7 separate regions of the Mus musculus genome follow, and all the other regions are linked to region 1. Evidence: chromatin contacts called from public HiCAR-type and promoter capture Hi-C data. All regions are on one chromosome and are shown on one strand. The core of a region is the stretch at or near the end of the contact, and the rest is flanking DNA. Distances in the headings are between cores, read along the strand shown.

Region 1 (3,856 bases), core at 1,346-3,845:
GGAAGGAGAAGCTGGCGGGGTGGCATCCACCTGTAATCCCAGCATTCAGGATGCAGAGGCAGGAAGATCGGGAGTTCAAGGCTAACTTTGGCCACATTGTAAATCCGAGGTCCGTCTAGGGTATGTGAGACCCTGTCTCAAACAAATTTTTTTAACTGAAAATTAGACAAGTCCTGCAATCGTGTCTGATACTACAATTATCAGCACCTGTCTTAAAAGAACCATTATAAGCATCTTAAAATGTCTTTTAAAAATTATCTCCCCATTTTGGTTTTCAAAGTGTAACTTCTACTTAAGATATGCAAATTCTAAACTCCACTTCAAAATGAACAGGCATGGTGATTTATGCATGTTATGGGTGAAAAGTGTTGTCCCTACATGATGTAGGCCCTTAGGTTCTTTCTGTTGTACTGAACCTATTGTATAAATAAGCCACAAGCCAGTTGCTGGGAATTGAAAAATTATCTTTCTGCTTTTGTGGTGCTAGGTCCTTACACATGCTAGGCAAGCCTTTATTTACTGAGCTATATCTCCAGCCTGAAAAAAAATTGTTTTTACACTGAAAACCAGGAATTGTGATGGGATCTGACCTATAAGTATTTAATGTCTATCTGGTGAAGCGTGGCCTAATGGCCTACCACAAAGATGAAGGATAAATCAGCTACAGGGCAGTAATAGCCTCAAGAAGACACCTTTGGTCGGTCATTCCTGTCTAGCATCAAGGTTGGAATGATATACACATAGCCATGGTTTTCCAAATGGATTAATTCTTTAATGATAATAGGGATATGGTTCAGTGGATATGATCCAGGAGGATATGACATCAACTTCCAGGCTTCCACATGCATGTTCATACATGTGAACACACAAGAGCATGCAAAGACCTGAACACACATACACCATAGAAGGATAGGATGATCATGGGTTACCTGGCTACCACCAACCTCATTCTAAGATAAACTACAAATGCTGAGAGATGCAAGGCAAGGTCGTTTAAGATTGGAATATGATGGATGGCACGTGTAGAACCAGAGATGGGATTCAGTGTGTGTTCTCACCTTCTGAGCCTTCTCTCCTGGCCCTACTGTCAGCTCTTAATACATTATAGACATGGCCAGACTCGGTGGCTCCGTCTGTAATTCAAGTACTGGGAAGCTGAGGCTTAAAGGCCAGCCTGAGCTACACAGCTCAAAATATCAAAAAGAGATATATATGTGTATAAAATGTGTGACCAGGACTAGGAAGAGAACTAATAAAAAGGAGTCTGAGCAAAGCTATTCTTCTAAAATAATGACAGGTCAATTGATTAATCAATTTAATATGCAAAAAAAAAAACCTATTCCGAAGTTTTTCAGAAAAAGAAACATGAACTGCACTAAATGTCAGAAACCAAAGAAGACTGCTCATAGCCAGCAAATCTCCACAGGCTCATTTCCTGTTTAAGTATGACCTCCTGGGATAAGTTTTACTGCAGTGTTCATTACCAAAGAGATGACTGTGGTTTTTGGGTTTTTTTTTTTTTTTTTTTTTTTTTTTAAAGAGAAGCAGAGGTCAAGTTGGGAATGTGATTCTTAGAAGACAAGAAAGAGGGGGGTGGGTTGGATGGGAGAGTAGAAAGGGAACGTGGGTGGGGTGTGTGTGTGGTAGGATTCGAAAGGGGAAAGGGGATTCTTAAACAGAGAAGAGAGAGGGAAAGAGTCGAGAAAGAAAAGGAAAGTAAAAATTGGGGCTGTTTCCCATTTCTGTTTGTAATCAGAATGCAGACTTGCGGAGGAAACGCATCAACTTCTGTAAGCGAAGATACAACGACCCAGTCACGTCCTCAAAACAAACCCGCATCAGCTTCACAGCTGGCCCCAGCTGTGCTGCACAGGAGCCAGAAACTTATTCTAAGGCAGGGCAGAGCAGATAAGCAAAATGGCCAATGCAAGACACCAGATTTCAATCACAAAAAGGGTGTGTCCCAAGTTTTGTGGGTTTCCTCTCATCCAACAACAGCCAGGCAGCGAGATGAAGGCTGGGGTAGAGGGGCGGCAAGGCAAGGCGCTTCTCAGACAGCTTCCCAGCTACGCCGGTTCCGGAGCACCGGCCGGTCCCAAACCCAGACAGCCAAACCCCAAACCCTACGTAGACAGTCCCGAACTCCAGGAGACCGGTCTCAAATACTAGTGGCGGCCCCGAATCCCAGGCGGCCGGTTCCGAACCCCTGCTGGCCGGCCACAAGTGACTCAACCCCAGCCCAGAGCCTGCGCGCCTGGCCGCGGGCGACACCCAGCACAGCTCGCCGTCCCAGAACGGCCCGGCACCCTCTGCTCTCTAGCGAGGCCCGCGGGCAAGGCGCAGGAAGCACAGCCGCTCCCTTCTTAGTCGCCCAGGCCGGAGCGACCCGCTGCCGCGCCCGCCGACGGACTTCCTGGAAAGCACTGGGCTGAACTCACCTGTCTGGCCGCCGACCCACTGCACAGTCCGCAAGGTTTGAATCGCTCTTCCCGGCGCCCACACTCCGCGGTGCCTCAAGTTCAGGGAGTTGCCGAATCCTCCCGCCAGCTGCCCCTAAACCCGACCGCGCTGTCTGTATTGCTGGTTCCCCTTCACTGTCCCCTCCCACGCGCGTGCGTACTCGTGGGGCAGACTGCATGCTGGGAGTTGTAGTTCAAGGGAGAAGGGTGCGGCTCCATACATACGGACCTGGTCCTTTACAATGGGAAGGGTGTTGTTATAAGAGGGTACAGACACTAGGCTGAGAAAAATGCTTTCTGCTCCTGTATATGTACCTGCCCGTGACCCTCTGGAAGGTAGAAAGCCTATCTATAGGCTTTTTTTTTTTTTTTTTTTTTTTTTTTGGGTAATACATTTCCTTCTTGCATGGTGGGCCTTTTGTAAACAAATAATACAGAGTAAGGCTTTTCTTAATCCCTTGGTTACTAATGGGAGAGCGTGATAATGGGAAAGCCTTTCAAACTTGTCATGGAAGACAGATAAAAGCTAAGGAACTGGGATCGTAGCACAGTTGGTAGGGTGCTTACACAAGCATACACAAAGCCCTAGATTTAATTCCAAATAATGTATAAATTGGATGTGGTGTTACATGCCTGTAATCTCAGATCCCAGCAATTGAAGCAGAGGGAGGGGTACCAGAAGTTTATCAGTCAGTTACATACAGAGTTCAAGGCCAGTCTGGGCTACATGAGGTTTTTTTGGTTTGGGTTTTGTTTTGTTTTGTTTTGTTTTGTTTTGTCTTTTTAAAGCAATTTATGGCAGAAAAGGTCATAAATCGCACCAAGGTGTGGTGCCTCTAACTAAACAAAGGAGTAAAGGTGAGAAGCAGAGATATATTTCATTAATGCACACACCTAGGAAAGGATCAGATAAAGAAGTCAATAAGCCCATATGAGCTTTAGATTTAAGCAGAGCAACTGGGGCAGGAAGCATTCTTGTATGTATAATTGAGCAATCCTGGTCACAATGTGTCCTGGCTGGTCATTCTTTAAGACTGGTTCTGCAAGTTGTTCCCAAGAGTCCCTTTTGCCTGAGGGGGCAATGTCATTCTCAGAGGATAAGTGCTCATGTTCCAAGATGCATCCTCCCCACCATGGATGGGATGGGTAACTGACCATTTTCATGGAATCCAAAGTGACCACAGGTGCCTTTGAGGAGTAATTGTAAAAGCTGACTCTAAGATGTCTCTCATACTTTAGTTTTATGCCTTTATCCTGAAGGACCATGAGAGAAGTCCTTGAATGGTAAATATGTCCACATGCAGAGGTACCTAGGCAACCCAAAACAGGAAGGCAGACACAAAATGAAAGCATAGATGTTAGGGGTTACTCTGTTTTTAGTTATCTTATGGGTCCAA
Region 2 (3,478 bases), core at 496-2,995, 2.6 Mb after region 1:
CCAAGTCAATCACTCAGTGAAAGAACCACTCTAGGGAGTTTACTGTAATTCATGCTAATGAGGCAGAACAATTAGCCTTACAATGAGACATTGTCTTTTCATTTTCAGAATGTCAGTCTACAGGGTCACCAATCTGCCTGCTTTTCTAAATTATACAGAAAAGTGTGATTTCTTCTCTCTTTTCTAATCTAAGCATGCTTCCATAATGCTTGGGCTTCCCCAGCATTTTGGGTCTTCTTACTCTTTCTCTAAAGTTCCCTCTCCCACCATGAAGCCACTTATCCGTGCTAGACTAAATGGGATGACTTTGCTCATTACCTTCTCCATTTTCCTCCTTCAGCAGCTTAAAGTTACAGCCTACCTGTCCTGGGTGTTTGCCTTTTCGAGTGTAATAGCATTTGTCCTAATAACATTTTTTTAAATAAATAAATTTAAGCAGGGACTGGTAAATAGGCTCATGCTCTTATTTCCAGAGTTTGGGAGGCAGGCAGATCTCTAAATTCAATGCTACCCTGGTCTACAGAGAAAGTCCCTGAACAGCTAGGGCCACACAGAGGAAACCTGAAACAAACAAACAAGTAACTAAATAAATGTTTAAAACAAGAGAGAGAGAGAGAGAGAGAGAGAGGAAGGAAGAAGGAAGGAAGGAAGGAAGGAAGGAAGGAAGGAAGGAAGGAAGAAAGAGAGAGGTGGGGTAGAACTGTTCCCAGACAGAATCTTTGTTACGACTGCTTGGAACCTTCACCTGAACTCATATTCTCTCTCTCTCTCTCACACACACACCTTTTAAACATATTTACATCTCTATTTACATCTATTAACATAACAGAATTTTTAAAGATTTAAAAAATTTTTAATTAAAAAAAAATTTTTTTCCTGTCTCTAGCTGCATAGTCGGCCATCAGTGGAAAGAGAGGCCCTTTGGTCGTGCAAACTTTATATGCCTCAGTACAGGGGAATGACAGGGCCAAGAAGTGGGAGTGGGTGGGAAAGCGTGTGGGGGACTTTTGGGATAGGATAGCATTGGAAATGTAAATGAAATAAATACCCAATTAAAAAAATAAAAATATATATTTTTTTTAAGTTAAAGAATAAAATAAAGTTTTAAACGAAAATTAAATTGCAGGAACTACAAAAGAAAGGCAGACTGCCACATGCAGCGCCTCATTTGGATGTGTCTGGAGTCTTGGAAGCTTGACTACCCTACGTTCTCCTACAATGGACCTTGAGAGCTTGTTTGGAGGTTCTAGCAGGGGAGCGCAGCTACTCGTATACCCTTGACCGAAGACCGGTCCTCCTCTATTCGGGGAAGGTCGTCCTCTTCGACCGAGCGCGCAGCTTCGGGAGGGACGCACATGGAGCGGTGAGGGAGGAAGGGGACACCCGCCTAGCCAGCCAGATCAGCCGAATCAACCCTGGCGATCAATGGGGTGACAGATGTCGCAGCCAGATCGCCCTCACATCCGAGAGTAAGCAGGCTCTTGGTAGGTATATAAGGCCATAGAATTTTGTAACTTTACACATGTGGTGACCTTATGTAGCCGACTGTACTTGATATTATAACAAATCCTGAATCCGTTTTAGGGTTAAATAATCCTTTTTATACTCGCTTCGTTCTAAGTTTAAATTAAAATACTTAAATTTAGGATGTTTTTACTGTTAACCAAAATGCTTTGGGGCTATGCAAAATACAACAGTTTGGATTGGTTAAACCTTCCGAAGCCCCGCCCCCGACGGCCATGTCTATTCTACGGCCCGGCTCTGCTCCTGGCCCAGGCGCCCGTGTCCGGTGCGGTCCCATACGAGATGGGTTCTCTGCCTTCGGTGCGTGTCGGCGCCTCTGCCAAGGCGGAGCGGACGGCGAAAGGTAGACCCAGCGCATCTCCAGCTTCACGAGACTCACGCGGCCTTCCGTGGGCCGTAATCGTCTGTCTCCCTCTGTGGCCGAAGTGACACACCGAAGCGAGTAAAAAGCTAATTCCTAGAACAGTGTGATGCACCCGGCCCTCCGTTGGCTTCCCGTGCCCTTTGTAGCTAAATTTGGAAAATCCTGAGTTTCTCAAAGTCCAAGAACTTTATAATGTGCACTGCTAGGCTAATACCTTTACAACGAATGCCCCCCAGCTTCCCTGAATCGGAATGTGAAAGTGACACACTGAAAACCAAGGCTAAGGGTTCTGTCCTTTCTTTCACGTGTTAAAATGGTGGCATCTTTTTAATGCGCGAGGGAAAACGCAACAACAATAATAAAACACTCCTCCCAAATCCTGAACATTCAGTTATGTCCAGAAAATTGGGATGAAGATAGGACTTTGCTTTACCGCTCTGTACTGCGTTCGGGTTTTTTGTTTGTTCGGTTTGTTGTTTGGTTTTTGGTTTAGTTTGGTTCGTTTGTTTTCCAGAAAGGCCGAAAGCCATCGTGACGTCGAGGCACAAGCTCCACTGTCCTAACAGTAGAGGTCGCATGGAGTTCGTGAGACGGGCATTAGCTGCCGCTGGAGCTGTACCCAGCCCACCGTATTTTCACAAATTAGCCAGACAATACGCCTTCTCTTCGCATCACTACTGGTCCGGGTCAGCCATAAGATCCTTCCTGTTAGGGACTTTTCTTTGAACTAAGATGTAATTAACGGGATTCATTACCCCTTTTAAGTTACCCTTGGTTTCTACGAGGGATAACAGGTAATAAGGACAAAGGGAAGTAATGTAAATTTTGTCAGTTTTATTGATTATACACCCTCTAGGTGAATTTTCTGTACCTGCGTTGCACGGTTGGAAGCCTTGTTTCCTGGCCTGCGAGTGCAAGTTTTGCTTTTGTTCTATTCTTCAGCTTCCTGTGGAGATTTTCAGATACAAGCAAACAAAACATTGCATAACTCTGTGTGCAGCCCTTACCCGGATGTGTGCAGCTTTAGGGTGTGCTTGGTATGTCTCCTGCCTCCTCTTGGTTTGTGGGAGTCTTTCCTCCTAACATAGTTTCATATGGGAGTGCCACGATTTGGTATTTATTTCCAACGGGTAAAGGTTATCACACCCACCAAAAAATCTGCAAGGCTTTATCCTCAAAGCAGTCTGTCTCATGCGGAGTTTTTACTAATGTGTCTCGGTGCTGCTCTAAACAAGGTCTGTAGACTTTACACTATGAATAACTTGAGATTTATAAAAATGTTGTAAAGTTGAACCTCAGAGCCCTCAGTCCTCCCGGGTGCTAACGCCTTACATAACCATGATAAACTGAGAAGAAAAGTGTTACTGGTGTGCAAGTAAATGGGCAGCAGACTTAATTATGATTTCAGTGTTTCTACTAAAGTCCTCTTACCAATCCAGTATCCCACAGTGTATCTAGTCATGTTTCCTCAGTTTCCCCAAGGCTAGGATGGTTTCTCAGCCTTTTCCTTGTTTCAACCCCTTGACGTAATTATTGAGACCATCAATGAGGATTCTCTGGGAATAATTCCCGCCTCCCCCACCTTGTCCT
Region 3 (3,675 bases), core at 479-2,978, 2.5 Mb before region 1:
CCTCTCTATCCACCCTTGTGTGAGTCTCAGGGACAGGATTATGGTGGCCGTGTTCGCAGGCTGTTACTAGCGGAGCCATCCCAATGACCGGGCTTTGTTTTGAAACAGAGCTAGTCCAGGCTATCCTTGAACTTCCGATCCTGCTGCTTCAGCCTCCCAAACGCTGGGACGGATTGTGCTTTTTACTTTCTCTATATCCGGGGGCTACAAATCATTTAGGTGTATATACTAATTCAAAGGCAGCGTCAAGTCATTTGTTGGTGTTCTTTTGTTGTTGGTGTTTTGTTTGTTTGTTGATTTTTGTTTGTTTTCCGAGACAGGGTTTCTCTGTATAGCCCTGGCTGTCCTAGAACTAGCTCTGTAGATCAGGCTGGCCTCAAACTCAGAAATCCACCTGCTTCTGCCTCCTAAATACTGGGTGGGATTAAAAAGTCATGTGATACCATGCCTATATTTTCTTTGTGTGTGTGTGTGTGTTTTTCTTCTCTGTCAAGTCTGTGTCAAAGGGAGACATACGGTAACTATCAGCACACAACAACAGCATACTTGGTTGAGCTGAAATTATTCAAAGAATTACTGAAAAGATATAATCATGAACTGAGCTCCTAAGATGAAGACACACTCAGAGTGGAAAAGAAACCATAAAGGATATCTGAAAACCATGCGGTGTGCAACTTCGAGGGACTGCCAGTATTCATCAGGAACAAAGCTTGTCTGCACTAAGAAGCAGTTAAGTATTCGCAGAGCGATGGTAAACAAGACCAGGTAAGTGTTTTCTCCAAGAAGACCTGGAAAGCAAATCAAAGCAGTAAGTGTGGCATAAAAGTGAGCGAGTTCCCCCCACCCCCCAATGCCACATGCCCGGTGCACTGGCTCCCTCTCTGTTAACACCTTCCACAGCACTCCACTGAGCTAGCTGAGGCACTAGCTCAGGGGTGGAACTCTTGTCTAGCTTGCTGAGGCCATGGAGTGTTTTCTATTCCCTAGCAATCTGTAGGGAATAGAAAACAACCCACGAACACCTCCCCCCACCGCAAAAAATAGATACAAACCCCACTAAAGAACACACAACGCACACACACACACAATTTGTTAACCACTGGTGAGTCTGAACCTGTTTTACTTGTGAGGATGCTAAGGTTCAGAAACTGCTTTGCCCAACACAAAAATACTGTTACTGACTAGGTAGTCGGTCGGCTGTTTCCAAAGTTTGCTTTTCCCAGTGTGCAGGCAGCCTGTATTTTCGCTTTAGTTACCAACAGTGGTGGTGCTTGGAGGTAGGGAAAGATTTTATGTGAAAATCTGTATGCCAGGTGTGATGATGTGACATCACCACACAGCACTGGGGAGACTGATGCAGGAGGATTGAGACACGTCTAAGCACAGTCAGCACAACACAGCGAAGAGACTGTGTTCAGCGAGCCTGAGCTCATTGCCACCACGCTGTGTAGTCCCAGGTGCCCCGAGCTCTGCCGTGAGCCCGGCACTCACCACGGCGCGGAGAGCGTTTCTCCTGCGCGCTCACGTACTGCCTGGACTTCCTCCTCCGCAGCTTCATTTCTCCCGAGCTGCCGTGGAGATTGCGGGAGGCCGGGTTATAGTCGGCGGCCTGGGACTCCATCCTCCCCGGCTACCTGCAGCCCACGGTGCCCGCCCCTCACTTTCTTGTAGGCGGACACATGCCACTAAGATTGGGCCCCGCGAGCCGCCGTCCCTTCGCTGCTCCGGCACTACCGCGGCAGGAAGTGCTGCCGGAAGCGGATGAGTCTCCGGGTGGGTCAGGAGCAAACCTCCCTGACCAGTGTTCAATGCTGGAAAAGACAAAAATAAAGATTCTGGATTCTTTACTCCGCCTGACACACCTCGCACAGCGCCCGCCGAGGAGGCGCTCGGAGGTAACAGAGCAGAGGGAGGCAGTGCATCGCTGAGGACCAGCTCCCGGGTGACCGCGGTGCTCATCCCTCACGCCACGTCCTCGCGTGGGAAGTTTCATCACGGTTCTTACAATAATAGGAAAAAGTTATAACTCAATGAATTTTTATTATCAATTTTTTACCACCCCAATGGATTTCTCTATCCCTAATTATCTATTTTCTAATCAACTTTTTATTTTCTGGAGTCGATCTCACTATGTAGATCAGACTGGCCTTGAACTCGGGAGAATTACCGTCTCTGCCTCATGAGTGCTGGGATTTAATGCCTAAGCCACCACACTCTGTCTCCTCTTATCTTTGTGACAGGGCCACAGTCTTATATAACCGTGGCTGGCCTGGAACTTGCTGTGTAGACCAGACTGGCCTCAAACTCCTGCCTCTGTCTTATGGATGTTGGGATCAAAAGCATGGGCCATCATGACCAGCAATCAAGGCATTTAAAAAATTAGTTGGTGGGGGCTGGAGAACTGGTTCAGGGCTTAAAAACACTGACTGCACTTGCAGAATACCCATATACTAGCCTGGTGTCTCCGAGGGTACCAGGCATGCGTGCTATTGCAGATACATACATGAAGACGAACACCCATACACATAAATTGTCTTTTGTGTGGTCAACTGTATAATCCAGGAGAAGACATGCTTTTCTTTCCTCGGCGAGCTTAAATTATGCCTGAGAACTATTTAGGGCAAGCTCCTTACAGTACAGGAAGGAGTTGCTGATTATTTTTGTGACCTGAGGCTTGGATTAAGGATCCATATCGGAGTCCAGAAAGTGTGTGGCTCCTTCCCTGTGCTCTCTTCATTCACAGCCTCTGACCCAGATGCTGAGGGGGTTGACACGGAAAGTGCTGTGTTGTTCATTTGTCACTTTCTACTGTTTTCAGTTGTTGGATCGAGAAGCAAAATCTTCTACACCCCCACCCCATTTTTCTCAAAGAAGGCATGCAAATGATTTGCGTTTGATTTCTCCTAAAATATCAAAAGAACTCAACATAATTTGCTTTTGCTTTTTTTGAGATAGGCTCTTACTATGTAGCCTTGGCTGGCTTGGAACTCAGCTCTTTAGACCAGACAGGCCTCAGACTCACATAGTCTCTGCCCACACCTGGTGCTGGAATTAAAATCCTGCACCACCACACCTGGCTCAGTGAAGTTTTACAGCCTCTTAAAAATCGCTTTTGTCATACAGCTTGCTTAAAAGAGTTACAGCTACTGCAGAAGGCATAGTGAGGTCACTTGTCCCCTCTCTCTATCATCCTTTAGAGGAAGCTTAAACAGAGACACTCACTTCTGAGTCCTTTCGGGCACCTCTTGGAGAAAAAGTATTAAACGACTTGAAAGCCGTCAGCCATCCCTTCCCCTCCTTTTGCCATTTTGAAAATTACCAGTTTAAACGCTCTGAGAAGACTTCCAGCAGCCATGTTAGTGGCGCACACCTGTCATCCTAACACTGGGGTGGTGAAGGCAGAATTGTAATCTAGAGCAGCCTGCCTATCATAAAGAACCAGAACAAACACTCAAATGCAAAATAACTCACAGGCAAATACACACAAAATAACTCACAGGCAAATACACACAAAATAACTCCCTGGGAACATCCCCTGATAGAAGAGGATGCATCTCTGTCTCACACCACCCTCAAACTTGCATTCCCTATAGGTTCCTTTTTAAGGTTTTTATTGACTTGTTCTCCGAGAACCTGTTATGGAATCCAGACTGGCCGCCAACTGGCAGTGCAGCC
Region 4 (3,423 bases), core at 891-3,390, 2.9 Mb after region 1:
TTGACTCCAGATAAGTACTGCCAATCAATAACCTGCTTCCCTCCCCTACCTGTGTATTCCTGAGGGGGGATCTAGTCCCCTTTCCCTGGTCCTGGGAGCCCCACCCCAACTACCAAGACCATGGGCCTAAAGGTTTCAAATGTACACCCAAGAAAATTTCTTTTTCTCCCTAACCTCCTTAACTTTATCTTCTGCTCCTATCTGTTATTAGCATCCCAAATCCAGAACAGTCCCACAACCTGGACAGCAAGTTACACAGCCTGCTCTTCTCAGACTTGGTCAGCATTCCAGTTTTGAACCCCTTCCCTGATCATGGCACCCCAATGTCAGCAAAGTAGCCATAGACAATTGCGAGGCCCCTTATTCATTTATTATCAACAAAAGGCTGAGGTGTCTGGATTCAGATCCAGGTGCGCATTTAACCAAAGCCGACCTGGCCTCCAGGTTCTCCCAGGTCCCTCAGTCCCTACCTGTTACAGAGCATGGCTAGCATACTTCAGCCTCTGCCCTGAACCTTTCAGCCAAGGGGCTGGGCTTCCCCTCCGCCAGAAGCAGCTCTTCTCTATATAATGTGGGCATTTTGTGCGCTCTCTCTCGCTCTCGCTCTCTCTCTCTCCCTTCCTTCCCTCCCTTCCTTCTCCCTCTCCCTTTCTCCCCTCTTCTCTCTTCTCTCTCTTCCTCCTTCTCTACCCAACTCTGCCTCTCTGTATGTTCTCTCTCCCTGCGTGGGCACACTCTTTCTCTCTCTCTCTCTTCCCTCTTCCCTCTGTCTCCCTCCCCACAGTGACTACCCTGGCCTTTTTCTTAGGACCAGTGAACCTGCCCAAGAGCAGCTTTCTAATAAACCTGCCTTAATATATTTTAATTTGGCTTGAATTGGCTCATTTCACTAGCAGAGAATAGCTATCACCATCATCTTCAGGAACTCAGCCGGGCCTACTCTCCGAAGAGCATTAGAGGTAGGCTTGTAGATGACGTTCGCTCATAGGGGGTGCGACAATGTCAACGGACCCTCACTTGAGTACCCAGCCACCTCTCCCAATTAGTTGTATACAATTCTGCCCTAATTGCAGGCGGTCCCAAAGTCTCAGGGATGGACTAGATTCAATCTAGAGGCTATAGTTGGGGAAGGATTAATAAAGATGACTCCCCTGCGACTACTTTAAGGTCACCTGTCCCATCCCTCCAAAGCAAACTAACTAGCTATCAATATTGCTTGCTGTGAGCTAACTGGATGAATTAAAAAAAAAAAAAAAAGACTGGGGTGTTCCAAGGGAGGGGGGCCCTAAGAGTGTGGGACCCCCAAACAGCTGAGGAGGCAAGTGAGGAGTGGGGCCGGAGCCCCTCCAGCAGGTCTTGACGCTCACCTTCACATGTTCATAGTAGCTGCCAGTGTTCAGCTGCTCCACACCTTTGAACTCCGACTCCCGTTTCTGCATTCTGCGCAGCAGGCGTTCCACAACTTTATTCACCGTCTCGGCCGCCTCCGAGATATCTTTGCGTTTCAATCTCAATTTGTCCAGCACCTTCTTTAGCTTGTCCGGTTCCTTCCTGGACCCTCGCGGCGCTCTGGGCTGCCCGGTGGAGCGCGCGCCCCTTCTGTGGCTAGGTCCCCTTACGACTTTCCGCGCCTCGGGATCCGCGGGCGGCTGGGGCTCCCGTACGGCGGGCAGCTCCGGATCCAGGATGGCCTGCTGCTGGGGCACCCGGACGGCAGGCCGCGCGGTGGCTCCTGCCGCGTCCATGGCCGAGGGCTGTGCATCTTTGGTGAGCTCAGTGGCCCTTGCTGGATGCACTCGGGGCCCTGGGGCACGTGGCTTCTCCGTGGTGTCCCCGTCACGCTCCGCCCGCCGCGATCGAGCCCCCCTTTGCGGGCCGCAGCTTTCCGCGTGGGCCCTGGTCCTGCTGGGCTGCGTCGGGGCGCGCTTCGCGGACGGCTTCTTAGCGCGTGGCGCCGTCGTCCTTCTACGCGGATCTTCCATATCTGCCGCTCTTCGGTCCGGGAAAGAATAAATCGACTTCGAAGAAAGGCCGCGAAAAGGGGAACTCTCAGTGGCCGCTGGAAATGAAACTTAAATATATGGCGGGAACGTAGCCGGTCAGTATCCGCCGCGAGCAGGCGCAGGAGCACGCGTGAAGTCAGCGCCAGGAAGAGGCGGTCCAAGAGATGCGAACTTTTTCACCAGTGGGGACCAGCAGAGCCACTAGCTGGGGAACCACCCACTGAGCCACTGGCCGGGAAACCTCTCCTTTACCGCACAGACGCGGAAACCACTGACAGCTCAGATGGCTAGATTTGCCGCCTACCACCAAGATGTGTTTCAGGACACTACTGTCTCTCGTACATTTGTAGTTGATAAACAACTTTTTTATGTAAACTTTTTTGTTGTTTTTTGTTTTTTTTGTTTTTCGAGACAGGGTTTCTCTGTGTAGCCCTGGCTGTCCTGGGACTCACTGTAAACCAGGCTGGCGTCGAACTCAGAAATCCGCCTGCCTCTGCCTCCCAAGTGCTGGGATTAAAGGCGTGCGTCACCTCGCCCGGTTTATGTAAACTTTAAATCAAAATTTACTGTTCTTGTTAATGAGAAATAGAAACTCACTGAACCTTTTCAAGTTAGATTTAACTGCTTGGAATTAGTATTTCAACTTATCTTTCTAAAAAGCACACCGACTCTTAAAGAACATATTCAAAGTGCCTGTGTGAGTTTCATGAGCAGCACGGTGTAAGCCATCCTGATTTGGCTGCTGAGATTCCGTAGTCCTTTAATGCAGACTTTCAGAAAGCGATTTCTAAAGTCGGTCTCGTCAACAGTGGCTGCTTCTTTTAAAGTTGTTCTTGGCGGAACTCATTTTGCCTTCCACTGTGCTAACAAAAACAAAAACCTGTCTTCTGAAGATTTACATGGCTCAGAACAACACTTAGTTTTCAACTAACATCAGAATGTTATAATAATAACATTACTATATTCCACACCTTATTATGCAATCCTGTGTGTCCCTTAAAATAAAGCTCAAAAATTGCTGCTCTGTGTAACTTTTTGTAAAGTGTGTGTGTGTGTGTGTGAGTGTGTGTGTGTGTGTGTGTGTGTGTGTGTGTGCGCGCGCGCACGCGCGCGCGTGTGTATGTACCATATATTATGAGATACATGTAGCCTGAATAAAAAGACACCGATCAGTGTGCTGCCATCCTATTGACCCTGCAACTCTCTTCCCTCCTTCCTGTCAATGCCTGTACATGAGTTTTCAAAATGGGAACTTGTCTAACAAGCATTCGCTTTTGAATGGCAAGTAGACACACCTGGGAATGGAAACGCTGCCTACTTTGCAGAAATACACTTGAGCAGGAGACCTCTCTGTGAGGTCTTGCCAGTAGAGTGGCATTCTCCATTATTAGTCTCAGCACTAGGGAAGCAGAGGCAGTAA
Region 5 (3,709 bases), core at 373-2,872, 2.6 Mb after region 1:
TCATGAGCCTTTCTTAAGTTCCCGGACTCTTTCGAGCCTCATCATCCTACCAAGATTCTTTGCCACAACCAAATCAAAACCTGCTCTCACCTTTAAGAGTTAAGATGATTGATCTACAATTAAATTTGATTTAATCCCAGCAAAGGCAGGCAGACCTCTGTAAGTTTGAGGCCAACCTAGTCTAGGGAGCAAATTCCAGGGCTGCCGGGCTAGACCAGAGAAAGCCTGTCTTGGGGGGCCGGGGGTGGGGGTGGGGGCAGAGAGCAGAAAAAGGAAACTTAGTCAATATGGAAAAAGAACAGGGATCCAGGCATCCAGGGACACACCCATCTTCCCCACCTCAAGTCCATCTTCCAGGTACTGAAGTGAGTTCAGAGTTTAACCAGAGAGCCTCAGGCACGCACATCTAAGCGGTCCTGGTCTAGGCAGTGGTCACGTGTGCTCACTGCTTTTCTGTGCTTCAGTCTCATCTTGTAAGACGTTCTGACTAACTCTTAGAAACTGTGCCAAAGGAATGTTTCCCAGGAGACAAGATCCCCCTCTGACTGGATTCCTGGGGAGTGTCCCTTTTCTTTGAGGTCCATTGTTTCCGTAGTCTGATAGTCGGACTGAGAGACACAAAGTGTCTCTTTTCAAATGTATTTTTGCCAGCCTGTTACAGAAACGTAAGCCATTTTGCATTGGGGCAACTGGTTTGAGGGGCAGCACTTTTAAAGAGGTGATAAGGTGGATGAGGGCTCCGCTGTCACGAGTGAATTAATGTCACTGAGGAGCGGGTTAGGTACTGAAGAACTAGCTTGCCTCAGTTTTAGGCTTCAAAGCCGTCCTACAGTAAAGACAAACTAGGTTTATTCCTGTTCATGACTGTACCTCTGTTTCTCAAAGGCAGAGCTATGCCCCACCTGTAACCTTAACTACAAACGGTTCTTGATGGGCTGCCTATGACTGTTCCAGGAATGGCGGTCATGCCTTTTTAACCATCTGCCCCATTCTACAGGGTAAAATGAAAGGGGAAAAAATTCTTTAAGGAGAAAGAGAGGGAGGGGGCAAAGTTTCCCATTCATCGGGAGTCCACCCCTAAGGTGAATGCACGAGCTTGCCGCTTTCTCTCTCGTCAAGGGAGGGCACACTTTTTTTTTTCTTTTATTTTACCCCATCCTCAGCAAGTGAAAGAAAGCCCCTCAATTTTGGCTTGCCCAACCTCCAGAACTGTACGTCTCTAATTTGTTTTCAAAAATAAAGTCTTGAGTGTCTATTTTAGCATCACAAGAATGGACCACAGCACGATGCTCCCAGTCGCTGATTCCTCTCTACTGTACTTTTGTTGGCAATGAATACAATGAATTCACAAATCTGCAAGCTCTAACCTTTCAATAGGTTGATGTTATAGTTATTTTGAATACAGTGCATTTATCTGAACTGCTTATATTACTGGGTTCCCCCGTAGAGAATGTAAACACTTCCAGCACAGGAATCGGAGTCCTCGCGTCAGCACCCCCAAAGAGTGTACTCAGTAATGAGTCAGCGAAAACTTTTAGAGCAAACCTGTTCTTCTCCCCGGGAAACAAAGCGTTAACCAACGTGCCTAGGGGGCGTGTACATTTCTTAAATGTTCAATGGCTGGTGGGCGGAGCTTCCAAAACGACCTGCAGGACGGTGAACTTTCGCTCGCAGAACCGCTTCTTTCCAGTGCCTGGAGACAACAATCCCACAAGAATAAGGTGAGTGAGTGCGTACATGTGTGTGCGTGCGTGTGTGTGTGTGTACTCCTCTTGCACTGAGTAGTTACATAATTTTGCTAAAGCTACAGTTTATAATCCGCAATTGTTTTAACTTTGTGATTTATTTGCTGTTCACTATCTCAAAGCTTGTTTAGGCCAAATAAAAGGCACAAATTTTTTCTGCCTAGTAGATGAGCGGTTGGTATGGTCTAAAGGTCTTGGTAGGGTTCGTTTTCTCTGCCATTTAAGTAATTAAAAGGCAGGAGGAATTTCAACTGCAACAGATAGCAGTGAAGAAATCTCAAACCCTGCAGACAGGAGCAGAGACTCAGCAGCTGAAGAAGGGGGCTTGCTGGAGGCAAGCAACCACCCACATGCAGCAGACACACAGAGAAAAGATCTGCAACACTGAAGCCACAAAATCTAAAAATCCCCGATCTCTTCTCGAGGGCTGGATTTGTTTGTTTGTTTGTTTGTTTAGTCTCTGAAGACCCCCCCCCCCCAATATAGGGTAATCACTTTAAAGAAAAGAAGTTTCTCTGGCCTGTGACTCTCGTGTAAACCAGCCCTAATCCAGATGGCCTAGAAGGTGTTGAGTTAGTCCCTCAGCAGTGGCCTGCTGCTGGGAGGTAAAAGCCTGCAAGGCCCTGGTTTTAAGGGGCCAGGCTTTTGTCTCAGCCTGGAGGGTATAGAAGAAGCCAGCCATCTTGGAAGTTCATCAGGTTTCTTACATATCCATGGCCCCTCTCCCTGTCTGTCTAACTTCTAGTCTCTCATGATTCTGAAGAAAATAGCAAATGGACATCTATCCAATGGACACGCGTGCGTTGTCTGTGCACAGCTTAAGTATGACTGGGCACACCAAAACACCCTCACACATTATAACTTCAAAAGTTGAAGAGACCTGAGAAACCTGCACATCAAATCCTACACTCTCCTGGCCCTGTGTGGAGTCAGAGCAGTTAGCACTCCCTCCCTGTGACGATGCTCGTGTGTGTGTGTGTGTGTGTGTGTGTGTGTGTGTGTGTGTGTGTGTGTGTGTGTGTGTGTGTGTGTGTGTGTGTGTGTGTGTGTGTGTGTGTGTACGTACTCGGGAGCGCAAATGCCAGCCTTGGGAACAAGAAAGCAGCATCCCGTAGCCTCCCCTGAGACTCATACCCCCTTTTGATTAACAACCAACTTTTCTCAGGTGCAGATGGCTCCTGCCCTCGAAGGAAACAGAACCCAATACCCTTGAAATGATAACAGCCCACTCTTAGACTATGAAAAAGAGACAATTAAGTGTTCCCAGACAGCTGTGGCCAGTTGTAAAACTACACCAGCTTCCTATAGCACAAGGTACTTTTCCCAGGTCGGAAAGGTTCCTTTCCAGCTGCACGTTCCGCCCCGCTGTCAGAACAAACCTGATATCAGGTTTGAAGAGCAGAATTCCTTTACCCTCTCATGGAATGCCAAGGCTTGGAAACCCGGCCTGCAGTTTTTTCCTTTATAAACCCCCTTCACTTAGACCTGGGGGTTCACTCTCTTTCCTGTTTCATCAGGAAGGTTGGTGGCCCAAGCTCGAGCTTGAATAAAGACCCTCATGCAATTATAGCAGGTTGTGATTCCTGATGGTCTCTTTGGGGTTTTTACAATCTGGGCACAACAAAGTAAATACATAAGACTTTTTTTTAAAAAATGATTTTATTTGTTTACAGTTCAAATGATATTCCCCTTCCCGGTTACCCCTCCACAACCCTGCCATCCCACCCCCCTCTGCCCCCTCCCCTTTGCCTTTATGAGGGTGCTCCTCCACCCATTCACCTACCCCCGCCCCCCGACTGTTCTAGCACCCCCCTGAGCTGGGGCATCAAATGTCCACAGGACAGAGGGCCTCCCTTTGATATCAGATAAGGCCATCCTCTGCTACATAAGTATCTGGTACCATGAATCTCTCTTTGGTTGGTGGTTTAGTCTCTGGGAATTCTGGGTTGGTCCAGTTGATATTG
Region 6 (3,705 bases), core at 385-2,884, 2.5 Mb after region 1:
CCTGCCAAGGGATGGTACCACCCACAAAGGGCTGGGCCCTCCCCATCAATCACTAATTAAGAAAATGCCCTGCAGGCTTGACTGCAGCCTGATCTTTCGGAGACACTTTCTCAGGTGAGGCGTGCCTTCCTCTCAGATGACTCTAGTCTGTGTCAAGTTAACATAAATCTAGCACACACTTTAAAACATTAATTTAAGGAGAGGGAGAGAGGGAGGGAGAGAGAGAGAGATCTGTAAAGAGAATTAGTGATTCTGAATTCTGGGTCATCTTTTCAGATGTGATTAAAAGTTTATCACAGATCACAGTTAATAGGTTTGCTAATATTGAAGATCTGGTACTGCACCAAACCCCACACCATGCCAGGCTAGTCGGAGGCTCAAAAATAACTAGTTGAATACAGAATGCCTATCTCAGAACAGAATCCATTGTTAACCTTGATTTTGACAGTAGGAACTGGAATTTTACTACATTTAGTCGATTTTAATCCCACTTGAAATAAGCAGGAGCTTAGTTAATCATCAGTATTTTCATAGTTGAAAATTACTCAAGCATCATGGTATAGTTTAGTGGGTTAGTTTCTTCGCAGATGAGATTAACTGAACATAAAGAAGGTTAAGGGCTTAATCGTGGTTTGAGGACTACTTTTGAAAGTTTAGAAGAAGAATCAATTAGTGTGTTTTCTGTGCACCAGACTAGTTTCATAAAATAAACCGTTGCAGCCAATTCATGTTAAAAAAAAAAAAAAAGCCACTTGAGTGTTCTCCCAGTCAGTCTGGTATCTTTCATTCTTAAATCATCCAGCCCTAGCCGGAAACTAGTTTCTTAAGTCACTGCAGAGCCTACATACTCCATGCAACAGTCCCGTGAGACCGGAGCTGTCACACATGGAGCTTGGCGCAGTCTCTCCGTCCGCACAGCAGAGAAGCGGCTTAGGCCCTCGCTATCAAGAAACTTGGCAAGAATCCCTCCAAGTCCAGTTTGCCAGCACTGCCTGCGAATATCCTACCAGGGCCACTGACACCTCGAGGGCGTGCGTCCCAAACGTGGAGCTCCCGAAATCATCTATGGGCCGGGCTGCCAGAACAGAAGCGATCAACAAGTGTCACCGCTTGCCAGGGCCACCTCCCTTGTGCAGAAGCCAGGACAGGTCACCTGAGACCCGACTCCCAGCTCGGACAGTCTGGAGTGACCGAAGCGGGCCTTTCCTCGGCTATCCGTCAAACCCTGCCCTCACCACCCGGCCCTTGCTGCCCTCCCTCCTCGGTTACCATGCTGGCCGGCGGCCGGCCCAGTCGAGGGGCTTCCCGCGCCCGGCTCCCGGAGGGGTGGCGGCTGCCCGGTGTCTACTCCTGCCCGTCTGCTGCAGCGCGGCTTAGCAGAGTTCTCGGTCGGAGAAGCGCACCAGGCAGCGGCAATAACTGCGGGCCCGGCGTACGGCAGCCATTTTCGCGGGACAGGGGGCCGGAGGCAGGCGCGCTGCGGCGGCCGGGGACTCGAGCTGCGGAGGGGTCGCCGGTCGCCAGCGGAGGCCGAGCACCGAGCGAAGAGCTGAGCGTCGGCCCAGCAGGAGACGTCTGGACGCAGCGGCGGAGCTGCCTGCTCTGCTGCGGAAACTGCGCCGCCGCGCCGCGCATGCGCAATGCCGTCGTCGCCGTCGCCGCCGCCTGCTTGGCTACCAGCCACCCGTCGCGAGCTAGGGTGATGGGCCTACTGTGTGCAGCCGTCGGTGGAGCTAAGCTGGCCCGCCTCACTCAGCCCGCCTGTTTGATGCTGAGAACACCCAGGCAGGAAGGAGCAGACGTTAGCTCAAAATGTTTGAACCTGAATTTGGAGTAGAGCCCCCTGAGTCGATCCTAATTGGACATTAGGGGACAGTACTTTAGGCGCCCTGGACACTGGGTGCCCTGTCAGAATGAGAAAAGAGAGCGAAAACTCAACAATCATTGAACCCCACAGACTCTGAACCGAAGAAAACGTACGCTCATGTGTGCAGCCGGAGAGTGGTAACAGCCAACGCAAGTCACGTCGAACTACAGATCCCACAATACAACGGGGGAAGGACGGCCCTTTTCAAGGCCTGAAACCCGACTCCTGAAGGAGTGGACACTACAAGGGACGCTGGGATTTGTAGTCAAATGTTCCACGTTGAGCCGGAACTTACACCCACCCACCCCCAACCCGGTGCCACTTCTTACAGTCCAAACATCCGATTCCACGTCAATAGAAGGCACTTGGATTGCACATTTTAGAACTTTTTCACCTACAGGCATATGCTAGCAAAACTTACGGGCTTCCTGGCCTCTGACAGACATTTAGACAACATTTATTGAGTTTCTGTAAGTGTTAGAACCTAACAGCCAGGACGCTACATTCACCCGACTTCACAGAACTTAAAATTTTATTGTGCTACTTTATTCTGGAGCTCAGAAATGAAGTACGTCTTCGGCAAAGACATGGAGGTAAAAGGGGAGGGGTGCAACTTGATTACAGTAAGAAATTGCAAATCCTGTGTATGTTGTCTATTTAGTTAGTTTGTATTCCACTGAGTCCAGTTAATGCTGGAATATTGCCTTATCTTTTGGGCCTGATTTTGTAGAAATTATCATAATTTCAGTAGGCTGATGAATACACCTGTCGTGACATATCCAAAAGACAGCATCTCGGAACACTCTTTCCTGTCCCCGGGCTCTTACATTCTCTCCACCCCATCTTCTTTAATGTTCCCGGAGCTGGGGGCTGGGGAGTGGATATAGATATGTCCCATTTAGGGCTGAGCACTGTCACCTATTCTCGGCAGATTTTGTAAATAATGGAATCCACCTCTAGGTGGAGACTGTCCTTGGCTCCTCCCTTATAGACTAATCTAGTGGGATATAGGTCAGGGACTTGGCCCATGGGATTACCCCTAGGAAGGTGAAATCAATTTAAGACAATGTCATTTTTCTTCCAGAATCTAGGGTGTCATTCCCTAGAAGCCACCATGAGATTCAGGCAGAACCAGGTAAACTTTTTCTAGCTAGAGACCAAGAATGCTTTTACATTCCTTAACTAAAGCTTTGAGCTTCCTTGTCCTCCGAAGTTCCCCTTCCGGTCGTGTTCCACGCCTGTTTCTCTGCTTCAGTCTCATCCTCCTGGCTGTTTCCCGTTTTACAACTCGCCAGTCCTAGTTTTCCTAGTTCTTGAGGTGCTGTCTGTGTCCAAATTTAAATTATTTTATTAATGAGACTAAGAACCCTGGAAGGAGGCTTCTATTTCCTCGGAATCGTATGGTGGCTCTTCGGGGACTTCCCCGAGATTTCTTAACTGCCTTTTAATTCCTTTCTTTAAAAGACTTGCTTACTGTTACTTCTGTGTGTGTACGCTTGTGTAAGTTTATGTGCCACCATGAGTGTGAAGGTTCCTAAACAGGCCAGAAGGTATCAGGTCACCTGCAACTGGACTTAGAGGTGATTGTGAGCCATTTCACATGGATTCTGGAAACCTAAACTGGAGCCCCTTGCAAGAGCAGCAAGTGCTCTTGACAGCCAGACCCAGCCAGACCGTCTCTCACAAAACAACATCAGCTAAACATCAGCTTTCACATGAAGTTTCCACAGTGTTAGAACTAGTCAATTTCATTGAAAGGGTTGAATGTTTAAGGTGGGCTGGCCAACTAGCACACGAGGAAGGTTGGAAACAGCATTAATCTCTGCATATAAAAAGAC
Region 7 (3,768 bases), core at 982-3,481, 2.9 Mb after region 1:
GAACACCAGTCTCCACTCGGCCCACAGGGACAGTGCCAATGCCTAAAATAGTATTGTTTTGTATAAGTATTTAATACACAAAACATAAGACTTCAAATTCACGTCAACATTCTACTTAATATTCTACTTACCTCCAATTTTATAGACATCCTGGAGGGGCAGTCGCAGGGGCTTGTCAGTTGGACGAGTTGGTGGTAGGATACAATCCAAAGCTTCCAGCAGCGTGGTGCCACTGGCACTGCCATCTTTGCGGGTGACTTTCCATCCCTTGAACCAAGGCATCTAAAACACAGGCAGTCAATTATAACCTCCTTACTTATTGCGGCTTTCTCCATTCAACTACCTTAAAAGTCACTTACATTAGCACTTGGCTCCAGCATGTTGTCACCATTCCAACCAGAAATTGGCACAAATGCTACTGTGTCAGGGTTGTAGCCAATTTTCTTAATGTAGGTGCTGACTTCCTTAACGATTTCCTCGTATCTCTTCTGACTGTATGGTGGCTCGGTGGAATCCATTTTGTTGACACCAACAATCAGCTGTTTCACACCCAGGGTGTAAGCCAGAAGAGCATGCTCGCGGGTCTGCCCGTTCTTGGAGATACCAGCTTCAAATTCACCAACACCAGCAGCAACAATCAGGACAGCACAGTCAGCCTGTAAGAAACAAGACAATCATATACCATTATCTCAGAGAAAGCACCCCACTAAAAAATATCCTGAGTCAGGAATGGGTAAATTTTACACACCTGGGATGTGCCTGTAATCATGTTTTTGATGAAGTCTCTGTGTCCTGGGGCATCAATGATGGTCACATAGTATTTGCTGGTCTCGAATTTCCACAGGGAGATGTCAATAGTGATACCACGCTCACGCTCAGCTTTCAGTTTGTCTAAGACCCAGGCGTACTTGAAGGAGCCCTTTCCCATCTGCAAAGTGACTTCTAATTAGTACACCCAAGACCTAGGTTCTACTCCCTGCTTAAAGAATTCCCATCCCTCCTTTTGCCTTATACTTGCCTCAGCAGCCTCCTTCTCAAACTTTTCGATGGTTCGCTTGTCGATTCCACCACATTTGTAGATCAGGTGGCCGGTTGTGGTGGACTTGCCGGAATCTACGTGTCCGATTACGACGATGTTGATGTGAGTCTTTTCCTTTCCCATTTTTGCTTTGAATTAGCGGTGGTTTTCACAACACCTAAAAAAGGGTTTAAAAGATACCTTTGAACCGCTAAGAAGCCCGAGAATTAGCTCCGCTCAAAACTCAAGGGGACAAATTCCAAAAATGACTTCCAGCGCCAGGCTGGCCTGACTAGTCTCCACCCACCAAATGTGAACAAACTCCAACGCCATTACATCCCCTCCCCCCGCCGCGACTAGCCGTGCTCAAAAGCCCGAGGTGACTATTGCGGCCGATAGGACCACGGGGTCACAGGAAGCAGCAGCCGGTGAGGGACCAGGCCCTCTTCCTTTGTGTGGGTGACTCACCCGCCCGCTCCACCGGGCTGCCGCGTCCTCCATTTTGAGCTCCTTGCAACAGGGCCCGGGAGCGGCCATCTTTCCACGCACGCAACTGGTGCCGGACGGGATGGCCTCACCCTAGTTAGGGAGGCAGGGCAACGCGGCGCCGCCAAGCCAGATCGTGCCGGGTGCTGGGGCCACATGGCCTCGGCACGCTAACCCCAGCCTGGTTGCTTCGGGAAAAACCCCAGGCCTCGCCCCATCCAGGTGGCGTCGGACATGTGCTCCGAAGGCGGGCGGGCCCCAGCCGCCACTCCTGTCCCTCCATTCCTCCCCAACCATGACCTCTCCGGGCTCCGGGCGAGCAAGCCCCGCACCCTCCCTTTGTTAGCCCCTATTGCTGAACGGCAATCGAAGGCAGCAGGGCAACAACAACAACAAAAAAAAAAAGACCAGAGTGCGGCCGGAGTAGCACGCGGCGGCGGCGCGGACACCACGCTAGGCCTCAAGCCGGACACGAGGCGAGGCTACGGGGTTGCCGCTAGGCCTCGCACTCTGCCTCCCGCGCCGCCCGCAACTCGAAGCGGGAATGCTCGCAGCTAATCCCCGCCGACGACAGCGGGGCCCGGCCCGCTCGGAGCAGGACCTCCAGCTCGGCGGCCCGCGGAAGCCACACCCGCCCCTCACCTGCGTTCTGACGGCAAACCCGTTGCGAAAAAGAACGTCCAAGGCGACTGCCGCACTTATATACCGTTCTCCCCCACCCTCGGGAAGAGGGCGGAGCCAGCACACGACACCGCTTTCCCAGTTTGCCCCGCGCCAGCTCCCCGGTCCTCCCCCCCATCACCCCCCCCCCCCCCGCTCAGTGCGCCCCTCCCCCCACGACCAGGGTCTATGAGCTTGTGTGCTCTGCTCTCCCCGCGCTCAGCCCTGAGCGCATGCTCCTCGCACTGTGGTGGGGCGGGTACCGGGATTATGGGTTATGAGAATTTAGCGACGGTCCCTGGGACTTCCCCAGGCGAAGGCGATCCCTCCTTTTGTATGAATTACTCTTGGCCCTAGCGGAGGGTGGGGCGGCGAGAAGCTGGCCAAGAGGGCGGCCAGAATCTATCCCTACTCTTCCTTACTCCGCTGCCAAGGCTGTGTCAAGATCCGGGTGTCCCTTCCCACGGAGGCCACCTCCCGACGTCAGCCCCGCTATCCTTCTGTTCGCCTCCCGCAGCCCATGCTCTCCTGGCTGGGAGAGGAACACAATGTTGGGGACCCTTCCCGGCTCTAGAACCCAAGGGCTTAGCTCAGTAGCGGAGAGCTCGACCGATCTGCCCCTGGGCTGGCCCCTTGGTTTATTCCATCCAATGCCGGTTGATTCTCTGGAAACCTGAAGCGGCCTTCACACCCCTAAGGGTTCAGTTCAGAATATGCTTCAATCCTACAGTTAGCTTTACTTTGATTCTAGGTTTGTTACACTAAAAAGATTGTATGTGTACATGTGTATGTACAGCCATTTGATTGAACATGAGAAACCTGAAAATAATCTAATCCACCCCACATGGTCTCATCTAAATACCAGCATCAGCAATCTCCCAGCGCCCATCCCTAACACTTGTGAAATCACTGCTTCTCAAAAATGGCTTGCCTTGTTAGTTACATCCCTTTCTTTGCTGCAATTCTAGCGATCATACCAGCATTGTTTTGTTATTGAGACAAGGTCTCTCTTTTTTAGCCCTGGCTGCCCTGGAATAGGTAGTAGACCAGGCTGACTTCAAATTCACAGGAATCCGACCTGGACCTGCTGGGATTAAAGCCCTGGCCATTTTTAAATGCCTCTCAGAGCAGGCACACAGAAGTGTTTCTCAGAGGAAAGAAGAACTTCTTTGTTTTGTTTTTTAATGCTAGAGATGGAAAAAGAATTATTTTGTAATGGGATATGGGGTGCTGGAGATGGAACCCTAGGGTGTCTATCACCAAGTTACAGTTCCTAGCTCAAAGATATCCTATCTGATTATCCATCATTGGATCTCCTCTCCCAGGTGTACAACATCACTTCCCAGTTACAAACATTTGATGTTCTTGCACCAACCTTACTAGGAGCATTTGAGGGCCTCTGTCTAGTGTTCACAAAAACACACAGGATTTGCAAAGGAACTATTTGTTTCTGGGGAAGAGTTCCACAGTCAAGGGAAAAACTTAAATATAAAACAATTTGGAACCAGTTCAAAGCAAATTTACATGATGCTTCTCATTTCTTGTCTAGTTCTAGTTTTCAACTATTTTTCACATCCCAAACTGTTGTTTTTTAACTTTTTTTT

The links. Promoter capture Hi-C pulls out the DNA fragments that hold promoters and counts their contacts. HiCAR-type assays count read pairs that join an accessible place to other places. Capture Hi-C pulls out chosen DNA fragments and counts their contacts.
Region 2: a contact with region 1 is called in a HiCAR-type map of astrocytes, with 6 times the contacts expected there. The contact joins the promoter of C920006O11Rik here to the promoter of Tmod3 in region 1. A contact is called at or near these places in 2 of 39 promoter capture datasets (hippocampal neurons and pre-B cells) and 1 of 115 datasets of contacts at active chromatin or transcription factors (astrocytes).
Region 3: a promoter capture Hi-C map of adipose tissue shows a contact between it and region 1, with 3 times the contacts expected there. The contact joins the promoter of Pigb here to the promoter of Tmod3 in region 1. A contact is called at or near these places in 3 of 39 promoter capture datasets (embryonic stem cells, liver and pre-B cells) and 1 of 9 other capture datasets (adipose tissue).
Region 4: a contact with region 1 is called in a promoter capture Hi-C map of erythroid cells, with 34 times the contacts expected there. The contact joins the promoter of Cgas here to the promoter of Tmod3 in region 1. A contact is called at or near these places in 1 of 39 promoter capture datasets (erythroid cells), 1 of 115 datasets of contacts at active chromatin or transcription factors (thymic regulatory T cells) and 2 of 9 other capture datasets (adipose tissue and liver).
Region 5: a contact with region 1 is called in a promoter capture Hi-C map of pre-B cells, with 4 times the contacts expected there. The contact joins the promoter of Gsta4 here to the promoter of Tmod3 in region 1. A contact is called at or near these places in 2 of 39 promoter capture datasets (embryonic stem cells and pre-B cells) and 1 of 115 datasets of contacts at active chromatin or transcription factors (astrocytes).
Region 6: a HiCAR-type map of astrocytes shows a contact between it and region 1, with 6 times the contacts expected there. The contact joins the promoter of Fbxo9 here to the promoter of Tmod3 in region 1. A contact is called at or near these places in 3 of 39 promoter capture datasets (embryonic stem cells, liver and pre-B cells), 2 of 115 datasets of contacts at active chromatin or transcription factors (astrocytes and embryonic stem cells) and 2 of 9 other capture datasets (adipose tissue and liver).
Region 7: a contact with region 1 is called in a HiCAR-type map of astrocytes, with 6 times the contacts expected there. The contact joins the promoter of Eef1a1 here to the promoter of Tmod3 in region 1. A contact is called at or near these places in 1 of 39 promoter capture datasets (erythroid cells), 1 of 115 datasets of contacts at active chromatin or transcription factors (astrocytes) and 2 of 9 other capture datasets (adipose tissue and liver).

Annotation. Positions count from the first base shown.
Region 1 is chr9:75,557,062-75,560,917 of GRCm38.p6, forward strand. It overlaps Tmod3 (tropomodulin 3), which reads right to left and starts at 2,596. Exons shown (of 10, transcript NM_016963.2): 1 at 2,439-2,596.
Region 2 is chr9:78,174,169-78,177,646 of GRCm38.p6, forward strand. C920006O11Rik (RIKEN cDNA C920006O11 gene) reads left to right here and starts at 1,746. Exons shown (of 4, transcript NR_040401.1): 1 at 1,746-1,867; 2 at 2,403-2,574; 3 at 2,831-2,925. It overlaps Rn7sk (RNA, 7SK, nuclear), which reads right to left and starts at 1,465; the gene lies at 1,134-1,465.
Region 3 is chr9:73,037,971-73,041,645 of GRCm38.p6, forward strand. Pigb (phosphatidylinositol glycan anchor biosynthesis, class B) reads right to left here and starts at 1,729. Exons shown (of 12, transcript NM_018889.3): 1 at 1,492-1,729; 2 at 653-788. The coding sequence starts at 1,621. It overlaps Pigbos1 (Pigb opposite strand 1), which reads left to right and starts at 1,748. Exons shown (of 2, transcript NM_001308425.1): 1 at 1,748-1,895.
Region 4 is chr9:78,441,097-78,444,519 of GRCm38.p6, forward strand. It overlaps Cgas (cyclic GMP-AMP synthase), which reads right to left and starts at 2,141. Exons shown (of 5, transcript NM_173386.5): 1 at 1,368-2,141. The coding sequence starts at 1,982. It also overlaps a transcript of Mto1 not described here.
Region 5 is chr9:78,190,344-78,194,052 of GRCm38.p6, forward strand. Gsta4 (glutathione S-transferase, alpha 4) reads left to right here and starts at 1,623. Exons shown (of 7, transcript NM_010357.3): 1 at 1,623-1,721.
Region 6 is chr9:78,107,022-78,110,726 of GRCm38.p6, forward strand. It overlaps Fbxo9 (f-box protein 9), which reads right to left and starts at 1,635. Exons shown (of 13, transcript NM_023605.2): 1 at 1,270-1,635. The coding sequence starts at 1,272. It also overlaps a transcript of Cilk1 not described here.
Region 7 is chr9:78,479,493-78,483,260 of GRCm38.p6, forward strand. It overlaps Eef1a1 (eukaryotic translation elongation factor 1 alpha 1), which reads right to left and starts at 2,232. Exons shown (of 8, transcript NM_010106.2): 1 at 2,147-2,232; 2 at 1,019-1,196; 3 at 749-928; 4 at 360-656; 5 at 132-282; 6 at 1-42. The coding sequence starts at 1,162.